2 separate regions of the Rattus norvegicus genome follow, and region 1 is linked to region 2. The links are chromatin contacts, called in public Hi-C maps. All regions are on one chromosome and are shown on one strand. Each heading gives the region's core, a stretch centred on a gene start, on an enhancer-like site or on the middle of the called end of the contact. The rest is flanking DNA. Distances are from core to core; before and after follow the strand shown.

The links. Hi-C and Micro-C count contacts between places; a contact is called where the count stands out from the background.
Region 1: a contact with region 2 is called in a Hi-C map of psoas muscle, with 1.9 times the contacts expected there. The contact joins the promoter of Hoxa1 here to the enhancer-like site in region 2.

Annotation. Positions count from the first base shown.
Region 1 is chr4:82,585,178-82,592,806 of GRCr8, forward strand. Hoxa1 (homeobox A1) reads right to left here and starts at 4,032. Exons shown (of 2, transcript NM_013075.3): 1 at 3,286-4,032; 2 at 1,328-2,799. The coding sequence starts at 3,934. The coding sequence ends at 2,444. Hotairm1 (Hoxa transcript antisense RNA, myeloid-specific 1) reads left to right here and starts at 4,238. Exons shown (of 2, transcript NR_132646.1): 1 at 4,238-4,401.
Region 2 is chr4:82,292,582-82,300,107 of GRCr8, forward strand. It overlaps Skap2 (src kinase associated phosphoprotein 2), which reads right to left. Exons shown (of 13, transcript NM_130413.1): 11 at 3,241-3,353. Among named protein-coding and RNA genes, the nearest start is that of Skap2, 140 kb to the right of the region's middle. Within about 2 kb of position 4,795, at least 4 of the 93 cell types and tissues checked have an H3K27ac peak or open chromatin away from gene starts, as enhancers often do.

The DNA.
Region 1 (7,629 bases), core at 2,782-5,281, 290 kb after region 2:
AGGGAAATGAAAGAAAGGGGTGGTGTCTTTGAAGTTCTCGCCATCCACTAGAAGCTTTTCAGGCAATCTCAAAACCCAGCAGCTGAGGGGAGGATGCCCGGTGCCCTTGATATGCAAGCAGCAACTGCCTGCACAAAGTCCTGGCTTCCTCATTTAGCAGAGATGTGTAGGAAATCTCAGAAGTCTTCTAGAAGGCCTGCAAATTATAATACTTTGTAGGTTTTTCTCCCCAGCCCATCTTTTCAAAACACCCTCTGAAATGGAAGTCATACATCTGTATTGGTGATGCACTCTGCCCTGAGAGACCAGCACCTTCAAATACGTGTGAAAGCTGAGGACGGGGATTCAGCTCTCTGGTTCCACACTTACCTAGAATATACAAGGCCCTAAGCTCCATCCCTAGCAGCAACCAGGAAGAAAGATCTGAAAATGTCACTTAAACCCCGAAACATGTTAAAAATAATAGGAGATTGTCACAAGGTCTTGACAAGCCATTGGTCATGTGTTGATTCCCTCTCCTCTGACACATGCCACGATCAGAAATAACTTGGATATACAAAGGCTTGGTTTGATTTTCCCAAGCTCAGCTGGAGCAGTCTGAATCTACAGAGAGTGTAAATTGCTTTCCAGGTTATGTGACACAGAGTTAGAAACATGCAGAAATATTACAGTCGTGGTGGCAATGAAAGGAAAGCTGAATCTGAAGGGATAAGGTGTGCGAGGCAGAGATGTGAGGAACTGCTGGGAGGGGTGGACGCTGATGCAAAGAATAGGGAAGGAGGCAGGGCTTTACTGAAAACAGACCATCAATTTCAAAGGTAGAATATATTGAAGCACAGCCTGACGATCCAAAAAAGGAAACGGAGACATCCTTACCACAGCTATGTACTGAAGCTGATTAAATGGGAATTTGCTCTGGGTTCACAAATGTGAGGAAAGACTGCCTGAAGACAGTTTTCAGCTTTGGAAGGGGCTGTGTTTACGTGTATGTCAACATTCAGTTGGAGGTGAAAAGGTTGGCACTTGACCCAGGAAGTATCCATGTGTGTTCCAAAAAGAGATCTCCTTCATATATTCCTTTACTTTTTTTTTCCATTTTGAACTCTGACTATAATAAAGAGAGTTGCTGTTGTTGTAAAAAAAAAAAATCAGTGCGTTAAATAGACTTTGGTTGGGTGAAAATGTACTTCTAGGGAAAGCTGCAAGCTTCATGTCAGAGGGAAACCTACTTCTTTGAAAATGAACACTACCCTCCCTTCCCCACATGAAATGAGCCAATGTAAGCAGACACTGTAGCCCAGCCAAATACGCAAGATGCTTAGGCATACCTGAAACTTGAATATTTTATTACAGACATCTTAAGTAAGACCCGTAAACTCTGCTCTGGACCACGTCACTCCAGGATCTCAGAGCTGCTCATGATTGTACAGGAAATGGGGACTATCTTAGGCTCACAAAGGACAACTGATAGAACTCAGTGTGCTATTTCAGGGAGGTCAAAACATTGTGCGACATGCAGAAGACTATTCACGAACCACACAAAATATACATTCGTTGTGCCATACATCACATTAACAAACAATTAGCTGAAAATACACTTGTCTCCAGCCAAGATACAAGATACTGTGAAAAGAAAGGGTGGTTGAAAAGAATTCCTTTAGGTTACAAATAGTCCAGCATAACTTTTTTAAATGCAGGGTGGCCAGAGAAGCAGGAAGAATTGGTTAGAGTTTGGGAAGACTCGGCACAGGAAAGGTTCTGAACCTTGTGCTTTGTAGGCCTAAACTCTGAAAGAACCAACCAAGGCCACCTTCTGAAGTATCTGACTCAGAATGAGAGAGGTTTTCTCCTTTCACCCATAATCACACATGGCCTGTGCCAGTTTTGAGAATTTGTCCACCCTGTTTGATTTAGTGACTTACATATTTCTACGAAATGTGTATAAAGATAAATCTCTGAAGAGAAAGCATTCATACCCAGCAATCAAGGGGTGAATTGTGTAAACATGGAGCATCTCTTCCTCATGAGCCTTTGGACACCCTCCCTCCTCTATGTCCTACTTAAAGGCCAGGTGGAGCAGAACAATACATAGATACAAAGGCGAGACACCTCCCTTCTGCAGATATCTGTTGGCAAAGGGAACTGTTCTCCAACGGACAGTAAAGGAACCATAGGTTGTGTAAAAAAATCTCAAGACAGTAAAGAAAGGGCGTTGGGGACCATCAGAAATTGATGTGGGCACCTGGTATAGAATAAGGAGTTAACTTCCAACCAAGTCTCCAGAATTCTCTGGAAATATCTTATCTTAGCCAGGAGCTCCCCAGATGGGACCAGAAAGGAAGAGAGAGTCTGGAAAGAAAGGAAGATAAGCTAAGAATGTGCTTTGGGTAAGAAATCTCAGCCCAGGGAGAAGCCTGGGCTGCAGAGTTGGGCTGGGGCAGCCTCAGTGGGAGGTAGTCAGAGTATCTGAGGTAGATGATGCGGGAGAAGGGGCGCTGGGCGAGGAGCTGGATTTCTCAGATGATTCTTCAGTTTTCTCATCGCTTCCAGGAGGGGTGGCGGGTGAAATGGGCAAGAGCCCCTCTTTCTCGCGCTTCTTCTGCTTCATGCGGCGATTCTGGAACCAGATCTTCACCTGGGTCTCATTGAGTTGCAGGGACGCGGCTATCTCCACCCTGCGGGCTCTTGTTAGGTACTTGTTGAAGTGGAACTCCTTCTCCAGCTCTGTGAGCTGCTTGGTGGTGAAGTTGGTGCGCACTGCGTTGGGTTGACCCACGTAGCCATACTCTCCAACTTTCCCTAGGGTAGAGGAGGAAGAGAGAAAAGATAAACATTCTTAAACCTTTACCCCAAACTTGAGGCAATATTCAGTAAACTGCTCAGCGCAAACCCTATCAGGAAGCGCCAGTGACTAACGATGTTGTAAGTAAAGTGTTAACCTGAAGTCAGCCATTAGCGTGATCAGGCTCGTGATTAATGGAGCCTGTAGATATTAACAGGACACCACTACCACCTCCCACCCCAACACACACACACACACACACACACACACACACACACACACACACACACACCATCTACCTTTAGACCACTTAAACCTCAGCCCCTTTGAAACTCCTTTGCCTCAACACACCTGGGCACCCTACACCACCCACTACAACTCTAGACGACATTAGACATAAGCAAGAACCTATCTTTTAAAATCATTAATTTTCCTAGGAAACTAGGTGCACCGGCCCCTTTCAAAAACTGAACAGCATTTGTTTGCCAGCTGGCAGGACTTACCTGTTTTGGGAGGGTTTCTTTTAACTTTCATCCAGTCAAAGGTCTGCGCTGGAGAAGACGTCTCTGAAGCAGGGGAACGACAGGCTTCTTGGTGGCTGGCGTGGAGAGGGGATAAGGAGTTATTATACGTGGCCAGGGCCAGACTCTGGTGCTCTTGTCCATATGAGTGGTGAATGTACTGGGGCGAGCCCACTGTGCCCCCAGCATAACCCTGGTGGTGGTGGTGATGCTGGACCATGGGAGACGAGAGGTTTCCAGAGTAAACAGCGGGAGCGCACGGGGGGTACCCACCACTTACGTCTGCTTCCTGATTTAATCCATAGGGGCCATAAGGCGCACTGAAGTTCTGCGCGCCATAGCTTGGACCACAACTCGAGTGGGAATAAGAAACCCCAAGGTTCCCAGAAGTCTGGTAAGTAGCCGGCTGGGGATGGTGATGGTGGTGGTGGTGGTGATGGGGCGAGGTGATCTGCACCCCCCTGCCCCCTAGGAAGCGGTCGTCGCCGCCGCAGCTGTTGGCACTGACCGCGCAGGATTGGAAAGTTGTAATTCCATGGTCAGAGGAGTAAACTCGCGCCGAGCAGGTCCCAGAATCGCCACTGCCAAGGATGGGGTATTCCAGAAAGGAGTTCATTCTTGCATTGTCCATCTGTCACTGAGTGACTGGGTCCTGCGAAGCCCTGGGTGACCGTGCCAACTTTCTCACTTCCTCCATAGGACCAGAGAAGAAAAATGATATGAATGTACAGTGCGCAAGAGGCGGGGCGGGCAGGCGGAGGGCTCGAGGGGAAGGACACGTGACTCTGTCAGCCAATGGCTGAGCCGCCTGCGAAAGTTTACCGGCGGCGGCGGTGATGGATCACCGTTTCAGTGGCATTTAAATCCCCGGCGCTCCTCAGTGTAGGTGACGCGCGCTCGCCCCCCCAGGCAGCCCGGGCCGCGGCGGTAGCTACGGCCGCTGCCGGAGCTGACTTGGAGCATTGGGACTAAAGGGAGCCGAGACTGACTTCTGCGCGCGCCCGGCTCTGCGCGCCTCCGCCTCCAGAAGTGGGGGGGATGGGAGGCACCCTCCGCGGCCCCTTCCCCACCCAGCCGAGAGAACTGAACAGGCAAGAGGTGAGAGGGGATGAGGCCTCCCGGCTGTCTTGTGGCCGGCATCTTGTGGGCTGAAAATCTCTGCGTGGTCGCAAGGACCCTGGCGGAGCTGGGAGCACACGGGGTGGGAAGGGTGGGAATCCAACAAACACCACGCCCTCAGCTCGGGGACTGCCGCCAGGATCCAGCCCCAGCAGAGTCCCGAATCGCGGCGCCTAGGGCGAGGTTGCGTCACTGGCTCGCCAGCCTCGGAATGTAGAGGGACGTGCGCAGACGATTGACTGGGAGGAACCCGGGTGAATGTGTTGGGGACCAGAGCAAGAAAAGAAACTTCTATCCTCATCCAGAGGGTCTCAGAGCCCTCTTCCCTGATTCCTGCTGGCCAATGGCATAGCAATGGGAGCTTCAGTAATTCGACCCCGGGGCCGTAGGGGGCGGAGGGGGTCGGCCCTAGGAACCTAGCTCTCTGGGAAAGGCCGAGTGTTCTCTCTCTCTCTCTCTCTCTCTCTCTCTCTCTCTCTCTCTCTCTCTCTCTCTCCCCCTCCCTCCCTCCTCCTTCCCTTCTCCTTCTCAGTCAGCTTTGCTCGTGGTAGCCTGCAAGATTCGGAGCAACTCTGCTGCTGGAGTTTGAGGGGTAGAAGGCAGAGGAGAGAGTTGGCGCCAGCAGACGTGGCTGGCGTGGCCGAGCCTGAGCTGCAGGCCATCTGCCGACTCTTTGAGACTCAGAAGCTTGTTCACTCTTAATATAGGCCTCAGAGGGCCAGATCACAGTCAACTCCTACAAAGTATGCTGACCTTCCCCCGTCACGTTTCTCTCTTCCAGGAGGGGCAAGTTAGAAGCAGGAGAGCCCCCTCTTCCCATCATCCCCTATTGCCTGTGTGGAGGGGGGGGGCAGTTGAGAACTGGCAGGTGGGAGGGGCAGTGGACAGATGGCTGAGTGGATGGGACCCTTTCCAACGGACTGTGTAGCTGCTTGTGTGAACCTGCAGGTCACTCCCCAGAGAGACCCGTGCAAAAATGTGAGCATCACCCCAGGACAGGGGCCCTGTTTTCCATCAACGTCGTCCTACAATGATGCTGATGGTATCAGTAATTGTTGTTTACTATTAGATGCCATGTCAACTCTGGGCTTGGAGAAAGAAAAGGCCAAACCTGAGAACGGGCATAGTCTTAAGTGGGTGAAATTCAGCGGTCACCTAAGAAACCTTGCAGACAGTTCTGTACGGATTTTGCTCTAAACTTTGCTCTAAGCCTTGTATCAGACAGGAAATTAACAGCGTAATGTATGTGTGAGTTTAGGGGTCCCCTTCTCTGTAGGAAAAGAGTGCAAAGTCTTCAGACTTCTGTGTTTTGTTCTCCACACACAGAAGTCCCCTCCCCCACACCTCTCAACCCCGCCTCCTGCAAACCTGACCATCTTTCTGGAAACCCTAAGCAGACTATGTCCCGATCCCCCTTAGTGGCAACTGAACGTTTTACCCCAACCCAATTATTTGGAGAATGCTATTTCTCCGTGACCCTTGGCTCACCCCAAAGCATGGTTAAGGGAGGAGCAAGACCTGGGAAGCTTCCTGCCTTAGCTTCAGTTTCAGAGGAAACATCAAGTAGAGAAAAGCAAGGTGGACCTCCTGGAGGAGGCTCTTTGGAAAGGGCAGTCCTCCAGCTATGAGGAAAGAAGGGACTCCTGTACTCAGGAACAGGAGGCGAGAGAGGCTTGATGCTTTGAGTGCAGATGAGGGCCTCTCTCAGTAGAAGGCAGTCCATTCCTTCTCCCCGTTGCCACTTGCCAGGCCTCTGTGGGCCTCCTTGCATTAACCTATTGGCTCCAGGACGCCTGCCTGAAAGCTGCTCCCAGGCCTGCGCTGCCCTCCTGCTAGTTCTCACTCCCTGAAACCTTCTTCCTCCACCTCTGTTTTTCTGGGCACCCTAACATGGGGTGTTTTCATCAGGATCACAAACACACTGGACCCACCGACACCACCGGAGGTGCTGGCTCGGGGCCTCCGCAGACCTTGCCCTAATGACCACCGGCTTTGCCTCTGCTTTCCCTGCTTTCCCGAGGAGGCTCTCCCCTAGCTTGCAGCCTTTAGGCTTATGCAGCTCAGATTCTTTCCCAGCCCCCACCCTGGAGGAATCAGGAAGGCCACTGTGCAGGGTAAGAGACCTTTGGTCTTTTGAGCAGCAAGGAGGCCAGCGACCCACGCAGGAATCGAGCTAAAATGTCTTTAAATAGTCCCAGGAGAGTGGGTGAAAGGCGAGCTTGGACCATGAGTGAAATAATCCTCTGCAAGCGGCATGCTTGGCTCCAAGTGCCTCTTTCAGGGCCCTTCTACTGGAAAGAGAATGAGGGAGGAGGAGACAAACCGAGGCCCGGAGCTGTTCTTGGCATCCGCGGCTCAGCAAAGCTGTTGTTTTAAAAGAGCAATAAAAATGAATTATGACTAAACGCCTTCTAACTTAATGCTTTCGGACGGGGATCCCCGGCAAATACGTAAGAGGATTTTTATTTGTGCATGTGTTCCTGCAATTGATCTCTTTGATGACATTCTCATTCATAGAAAGCGTTTGATTTATGAGCTTAGGACGAATCGCATCCAGGAGCCGCGCAGCTCTGGCCACAGCCGGGACACCCTGCTCCGTTCTCAGAGCCTGGGGCCTGAAAACCGCCACAGTCCCCACACACCAATGCTGCTGAGGGATTGAGGGAGTGAAGGGCGAAGGGACGGTAGGGAGCAAACCCCTGAATAAAGTCTGAGCTTTCACTGTAATTCCCAAGCTTTTGCTGTTAAGAGCTGGGTTCTTACAGCAATCAGCCCGCCCCCACGCACATGTTGCTGCAGTTTCTCACGGTAAGTCACCAGAACAGAACCCAGAAAGGAAAACAAATAAATAAATGAATGTGGGAGGAGACAAAAGAAGGGGGAAAAAAAACAACAGCCCAATAACACACCCTAGATCACATTTTATTGATAAATTCATTTAAAGTGCTCCTTCTCTGTCTAATAAACTGGGTTAATTAATTAATAATCTAGGGTGCAAAACACTTTTAAAGTCTCAACTTGCTAACCTGACTTCAAACCCTTAATGATTTATTATTAGCAATGTAAACAGATGTAAGGATTAAATATCGATTTGTGTGCATGTGGTGTGTGTGTGTGTGTGTGTGTGTTGTGAGGGCAAGAATCCTGGGATGGCTGGAAAGAGCCCTTCCTGGCATGCATTTCCTAGCTAGTAACCATCGTTTTGTT
Region 2 (7,526 bases), core at 3,545-6,044:
AGGGAGGGAGGGAGGAAGGGAGGGAGGGAAATTTAATTTTTTTAAAATAAAAAAAATTTAAAAATTAATAGTTGTATTAAAAACTCTTTCCTTAAACTATTTTGTGCTGTCTTTTTAAAATGGACATAATCAAAATTGAGAAACTTGAGGGCAGTAACTCAAATCAGAGAATATTTTACATTAAAAGTCAGTACACCTCTTAAGATTAAGTTATATTTCTTTTTTTTTTTTGGGTTCTTTTTTTTTTTTTTTCTTTTTTTTCGGAGCTGGGGACCGAACCCAGGGCCTTGCGCTTCCTAGGCAAGCGCTCTACCACTGAGCTAAATCCCCAACCCCAAGTTATATTTCTTTTAAACCTTTTAAATAGTTTTAGTTATTAAAAAAGTCATGACATCAATTTCTTACAAAGTATTTATTTTCTGTCTTCACAAATATTATGCCAGATTCCTTAAAATATATTCTTTTTATACAATTTCCACACTTAATTCAAAATGATGAACAAAATTTTTCATGATTAATGTTAATACTTTATTGACATGGGATGGGAAAGTATTACCCATAGCTAGATGTAAAGTTGAATTAATGACACCATTTTGATTGTGCACATTAGCGGCAATTACCTGCACCACTCATTCTGAGCCACTAGATGGTGTAAAAAAATAGATTACAACAGTGAAAATTTCATGCCATCACCACAAACATCTAGCTAATACTCTAAGATTAAACGAATTTGTAGTCATAGAAAAAGGTAGTTATTTTTATACTACTTATATTTTTAAAGATTCAAATTAGACGTTTCTTTCTGTGTATGTGTACAAGTTTCTGAAGAGTTCTCTCCTTCCACAGGGATTAAACTCAGGTTCTCAGAGTAAATAAATGCAGGCCCTTTAACCTAGTGAACCAACAGCTTATCCTTCTAAAAATATACAGTACTGGTCCCACCTTGATCTAGAAATCCATTGCTTTCTTCTGAAAAATCTTGAGTTCTCAAATTTATTATTCAGTTATGGTATTAACTTAAGGTCTGTGTCTACCTAGCTTTGGGCAGAACTATAGGTTACAATGTGAGAGACTGTCCAGTGATTCTGCACCTGCACAGTGCGAGGTAGAAAGGAAGTCTTCACACACACTCCAAAGCAAGCAGATAGCTCAGCAAAGGCTGCAGCCATGTTGGGACAGAGAAGGGAGGCTGTTCTCTTTATCCTAACCATGCACCCTGACTTTCCTCTCTGAGGTTCACAGCTGCTGACTGTGAGTCCCAATCATTTAATTTATGGGGAGATACAGTGACTAACAAGTTCCTCTTTCTTGGCTCTTCTTTCAAAAACCACAATTAGCCTCTCCTAAAATGCTGTCTCTAGAAGGAACCCAACGCTGTTGGAACATCAAACCTTGCAAAGGTCTGAAAGAGGAGGCCAGTTCTCTCCCAGATAACAGCATTTAAGATGTTCAGACAGAAGTGAATGCTACCTGTGAGCTGGGCCACATCTAACCCAAGGTCTTAAACAGGTTTAAGAGAACTAAACTTCTACCCTCAGCATCCTGGAAGGACAATGCACACTAGGACTACACTTTTAATTTCCCAGGAACACGAAATGATGGATGTGAGTCCAGGCCACTTTGCCGGGTGGGTGCCTGGGCTTCCTACAGCCAAGCTGACTCATGAAGAAGGCCTTAAGAAGAGAACCATGTGGGCTTTACAAGCTACATGTGTGCAAAAGGAATACAACGTTATGCCATGTATCCCTAGACTCTGAAATTTCAAATACAAGTTAATCAACCCTTTAATTTTAATATTCTCATAGCCAAATTGGTTAAACAGTTAGGTTAGTAAATTTGGGAGGAATTTCAGGAAAGTTTTCTGATAAGAACTGGGCCAAACAGTGCTATTTCTGTTAAATAATACACTTTAAAAGCTGCTGTTTTAACTTTGGACAATTACATGTTTAATAACAGACTTAACCAAAAGCTGTCATGTGGACATGAAGGTACGATACCATAGCAATGCATGGATCTGCCATTGGGAGGCTGACTGGAGTTCATGACCAGTCTTGGCTTTGGCCATCTCAGTAAGTCATGATCACAGCTCCCGGTACTAAGTTATTAGTAAATATTTCTTTTCACACTAATCTCTGAGAGCTTATAGATTAGTCTTTAGGATTCTTGGTGTCTAGAGTGTGTCTTGGTATTGTGGATGCTTTATTCGGCATGGAATTAGGTAGAAGGGACAGAAAATAACTACCCTGGGCGTCAAGATAATATAGTTCAGGTACTGTCTCTGCACCGGGTACAGGCAATCTCCATTAAGGTGCCCACTCTAGGACTCTATGATCCGCTGGGTCAAGACTTTCTGTACTAGTCATACAATGTTAAAATCCAATTTGTGACCTTATTTTCAATTTCTCTTTGTATCTAATAGTTCACATCATCTTTCTGAAATAAACAAAATATTTCTCAGCTCAATCACATTAAAGTGTTAGACTTATGACCTATGTAACATTTCTCTGCTTATATTTAAATCATTTTCATTCGTGATTTTGTGCTAAGATAATCTTAAAAAGTAGACATTAAAAAAATTCCTACAGTACACTAAGGACAATTTTAGGATGAAAATTAAGGGAGTTCATATGCAGCGTCAGAAGCTGACGCTTGGAGCTGGTGGCTTCTACAGTCCAGTATCTTAAAAAGCAGCAACAGCGATTCTCATGTACATTAACGATGACAAATATAGTTTGCTAAACTTTAAAAAAGTACCTCACCCTGTCTGAATATGGAGCATTGCCTTTAAATTGTTGGAACACCCAATGTGTTTACACAGAGATGAAAAACTTTTTATAAACACAGTGTTTCCACTGGAGAATGGCAGGCAAACACAGAATAAGCACACAGAAGAATACGAAGGAAGAAGCAAGAGAAACATAATTACTAACCTAATACCTTACAATGCTAACTCCCACATGAGTATATTGTTCTGGATAAGGCAGTAAGTGGATGCCTGCCAAGGGCTGGGGTGACAGGTAAACACACTGCTAAGTGAATCCTGTTATCTGATTGTGTTTAAATTCTGATTATATTTCACTTGACAAAATAATTAATTATTGTGAACTTCCAATTGTTAACTAGGACCTAGAAGAATTCCAACTGGCATGCCCTTGTGTTGTGAATTCAAGTGCAGGAGAACTGAGCTATGCATTTCCTTTCACGGCTGTCACTGGGGCGGGGGTCGGGGCACTCTCTTACCTTGCTAAGAATGTAAATCACATCACCACGCTTAAAGGACAACTCATCAGAAAGAGATCCAGTGCAGTCCCACAAGCCCTGGTAAAAATTAGCATAATCGGTGCTTTTATCTCCTAGGAAAAAGAGAGAGAGAGAGTTGGAGTTAAGGCTTGAACCAACAGAAATTAAAGGACCATCCCAGATTGCCAAGAGTCTAAGAAACTCTGGCCTGGATCGCAGAACGTCTTAGTGAACCCGCAACTACCTGTGAGCATGCTCATGAAGGTCGTGTCAGAAGCATTAGCTGTTCATGGCCCCTCTACTTCTGTCCCTAAGCTAAAACCTGCAGTGACTGCATTCTCAGAGCAGCAAGGGGCTTCTGCTCGGTTTTTAGTGAGAAGTCTTACGCTGACTCGCTATGTGTTTGAAGAGCAGCTGGTCTTCCTGCACGGTTTAGCATCTAAGGGACAGGACAGACGGATTTGAAGGAACAATTTCACTGAGTCTGGAACACTTGATAACAGTATTATATCAATAATAGTATACTTTAATTACTCAAATATAAAGCATTTGGACCCGAAGTCTCTCAAAGTTGTCACTAAAATATTTTTTGCAGCTTTGAAATTGCTAGTGCGGACTTCTGTTAGTCAGGTCTAGGTCACTAGACTCATACAGTGGAATTATCAGCTCATCCTTCTCCTGGCATAAGCACAATGGATGTGAAGTGTTCAAACTGCCATACACACCATTAACTGATTGATTATTTAGTGCCCACCGCTCTGTAATACCACAGTAACTGGGTAATATATGCTTTGTCACTCACACAATGTGGCTTTCCTAAAACACAGCACACAGTTAAATACACTGGATGCTTTTGTTACACAGAGAACGGTTTCCTGTTTTTAATTTCACGATAATTGAGTTTTGATGAGTTAAGGGAAAAAGAATGCGAGTAATATCAGTAAGACGTAAGTAAGATGCCCGTGCATTCTCCAGCCAGGCGGAACACACACGTGCTGACAGCTCCCATCGTTGCATGGTCACCTCCGAATCTGGGGATAATGTGGAGAAGGGTGCCGGATCAGGTTGTCATCTCAGTTTTGTTAGGTGGCTTTTAAACAAGAGGCGATCTCAGTGCAAACAGCCACTACTATAGTTAGCACAGTGCTGACTTTCACAAAGTATTGATTTATTAGATTAATTCTCCTTAATGTCTTTAACATTTTTCAAAAAGGAGAATCTGAATAACATGGAATCTAAGTAGTTACAGGATACACCTTCTCACTAAATTTTCAGAAAATAAACAAGGACTAGAAAATACCACCTAACTCTGTTAATTTTTATTTTTTAAGACTGAAAGAGAGGGACAATAGGGGTGGTATGATAGGATGGGGAGGATGGAGCGAGAGGGAGAGGGAGAGGAAGGGAGGGAGGGAGGGAGAGACCCCCTGTATTTGGCCTCACCACTTTAGCACTTGGGCTCAAAGCACTAAAGCCCCAGAATCCAACCAAGAGCTAACAATGCTTGTGGCACCCCTATCACATCCTCCCCTAGCCCCCCAAGCATATATTAAACAAATTCTGTAAATGGACACTAGAGGGCACTCCAGCTGGCCAGATAGCTCCAAACAGTGTCTCTTTCCTTTTCCTTTTTTTTTTTTTTTTCTTTTTGGAAAAAATATCACTTAATAATAAAGTGACCGATTTCCTTTAAAAACCACTTATTTAGACAAATAGAGATTTAGAAGTTGAAACATTCCTGTCAGATTAAATCAACTGCTAAATGGGTCAAGTGTTGCACCCTCTGCAGTCTGTCAGTGTCAGCTTGAAAGTCAGGGAGTTAGACGGGATGACATCACACGTAAAGCCTGCCACACAGTTCTAGCCCAGTCAAAGAAGAAGGTCTAAATAGCTAGTTTCCCCAGTAGGGGTCCCTGACATGTTCCCCATGCTGCTCAGGCCTTAGGCTTGCTCCGAAGATGAGAAAGAAACAAACTTTGGCTAAAAAACTAAGGTCAAAGTTTTTGGTGGAGCTGTGGGATTCCAAAGGGTCCCAGCTGTCCTGGCCCTTCCTCCATTTTCAGACATTCTCACAGTACTTTTCATTTAACAGCTTTTTTTTTTTAAGTAGGGGCAGGAAAGAGGACAAAAGGAAAAGTATACAGTGATTTTAAATACACATTCTTATCACTTTGGTTTCTTTTTCCCTGGATACACTCGGAGGAACTCCCATTAACATTAATGGGAGTTCCAGGAGCAGGCGAGGGGAGAGACCCCCGCCGGGTACAAGATGCATGACTCCCTAGATGTGCATCAGGAACATTTCATTAAACCTCACGGCTGCAAGGAAGCCACAGAGCCAGGGGTTCGGCATTGCTGTCGACAAGATGCATTTTCAACTGTGCCCCCAACAATCTTGATGATGATGGTATCCAAAAAACGACCTCAATTCTGGGTCCCACATGTGAGCACTGCTAAAGAACACTCTGGATATATGGCTGACGTTCTAGAAGAGCAGGCATCACCAGTGAGGGAAGGGCCAGCAGTGTGTGAGCTGTCTCCTCAGGAAAACATGCCAGACATAAAGAATTAGGAGTGATCTTATTTGTGGAAAGCAGGAAGCTCTGCTGGCTCATCTTTAAAATGTAAGTGGCTCTACACACACAGACAGAAGTCCCGAACACATACAGCTTTGAAGGCACAGAAGGCTCACAAAAACTAGCACTCTGTACCTCTGCCCAGGAAGATAATCCCCATGACATGTTGCTTTGCCTTGTGGCGATGGGGATAGCAAATGCAGAGCCTTGAATATGCTGGTCAAATGCTTTCCTGCTGAGACACATCCCTGGCCCCAAAGATAGGCGTTGTTTATAACGAGGAACATTCAGAAGCACAGTTCACGTGGTTTCCCTGTCTTTACTCGGTGGGTTAACATCATTCTATCTATACCATCGGTATTTTGAAAATTACACGCAAAACCTCACCTTACTGTGTGTGCTGTCCTGAGGGGCATGAGTTACTTTTGAAAGTAGGTTGGTTTTTTTTGTTTGTTTTTTTAAAGTTAGCTAGCCTTTGAAAAATTTAGACATTGAGCTTTTAAAAACTTTATAAAATAGATATTTGGCAAAGCTAACAGGACTGTTACCAAAGTGCAAATTAAACATGTAAACACCAGATAGTCTACAAAGGCAAGATTATAAAAGACGTGCTGACAAAGAAGGAGGCGTGATGCTGACCCCAGAGACCCTTTCTCTGAGGACTGCAAGCCTGAGAAGTGTTTTAGAAAGGGAAGCATATTTTTACAGTGTTAAAAAAAATCAAGTGGGACCGTCTATGTACCTATAAATGTATATGATCTGTGCTAGATGAATCAGTGTGAAGCAACTTGTAGGAGACAAGATGAATTGAGTTTTATTTTTATATTTTATATTAGAACACTGATTTTTTTTTCCTGTAAAATTAGTCAATGTAAAAAAAATACATGAAATTCTTGAGCAAGGTTAGGTCACATGATGTGACGCTCAGTAAGAAAGCAACACCCTTGTCAGCTCAGTGCCGAGTGGCGCGCATGAGTTGCAGAAGCTCCATGTGCGAAGGCATTGGAGCGTGGCTTGAAAGAGCTCTGCAGCACGAGAGGTAAGAGACACTGCAGTACCTTGTGACGATGGCGTGAAAAGCTCACCGACTTACTGCCCCCCCCCAAAGGCAAACACTTGAGGCATGCTCTCTTGTGTCTGCGGAAGGTCTATCTATTGTGTTTATCTTCTATACCTGCATAGAAATTTTAAAAAGAAACCTGTGTGCTCTGGGCAGAAGCATCGTGATTCATAACTATCAAAATAAACACCCAATTTACTATCAAGCACAGTGCCTGGGCTTCATTCGCTTGCTGCCATGGTTTACAGCTCTGTTTTACAGGGCAAGAGTGCTAACATCTAATGGCTTTGTCCTGCTTCCTCTCTGAAAAAAAGGCAAACCCAAACCTTTTGCAGCAACCTGTGCCTGCCTTCCTGTCCAGGTCCAGAGTCAGGCCTGTTTCCTTCCCATGTGTCACAGGAGGAAAGCTACTTCCTGAACACGTACTGCTTGTCCACCCTGCTTCTGACAACTCAACAGGGTGATGTATGGACATATCAGAGAGGGGAAGGTGACCCTAGCTCCAGCCCTGTACAGGACCCGGGGGCGACAGGGCAGACCTCGCCCCAGCTGACACAGGGCTGTGGAGAGGTGTAAAGTCCTGATAAGAAGGCAGCCCATCTCTTCTTTCCCTGTAACTGTTGGTTTATCAAAATTAACCTCATGTTTGC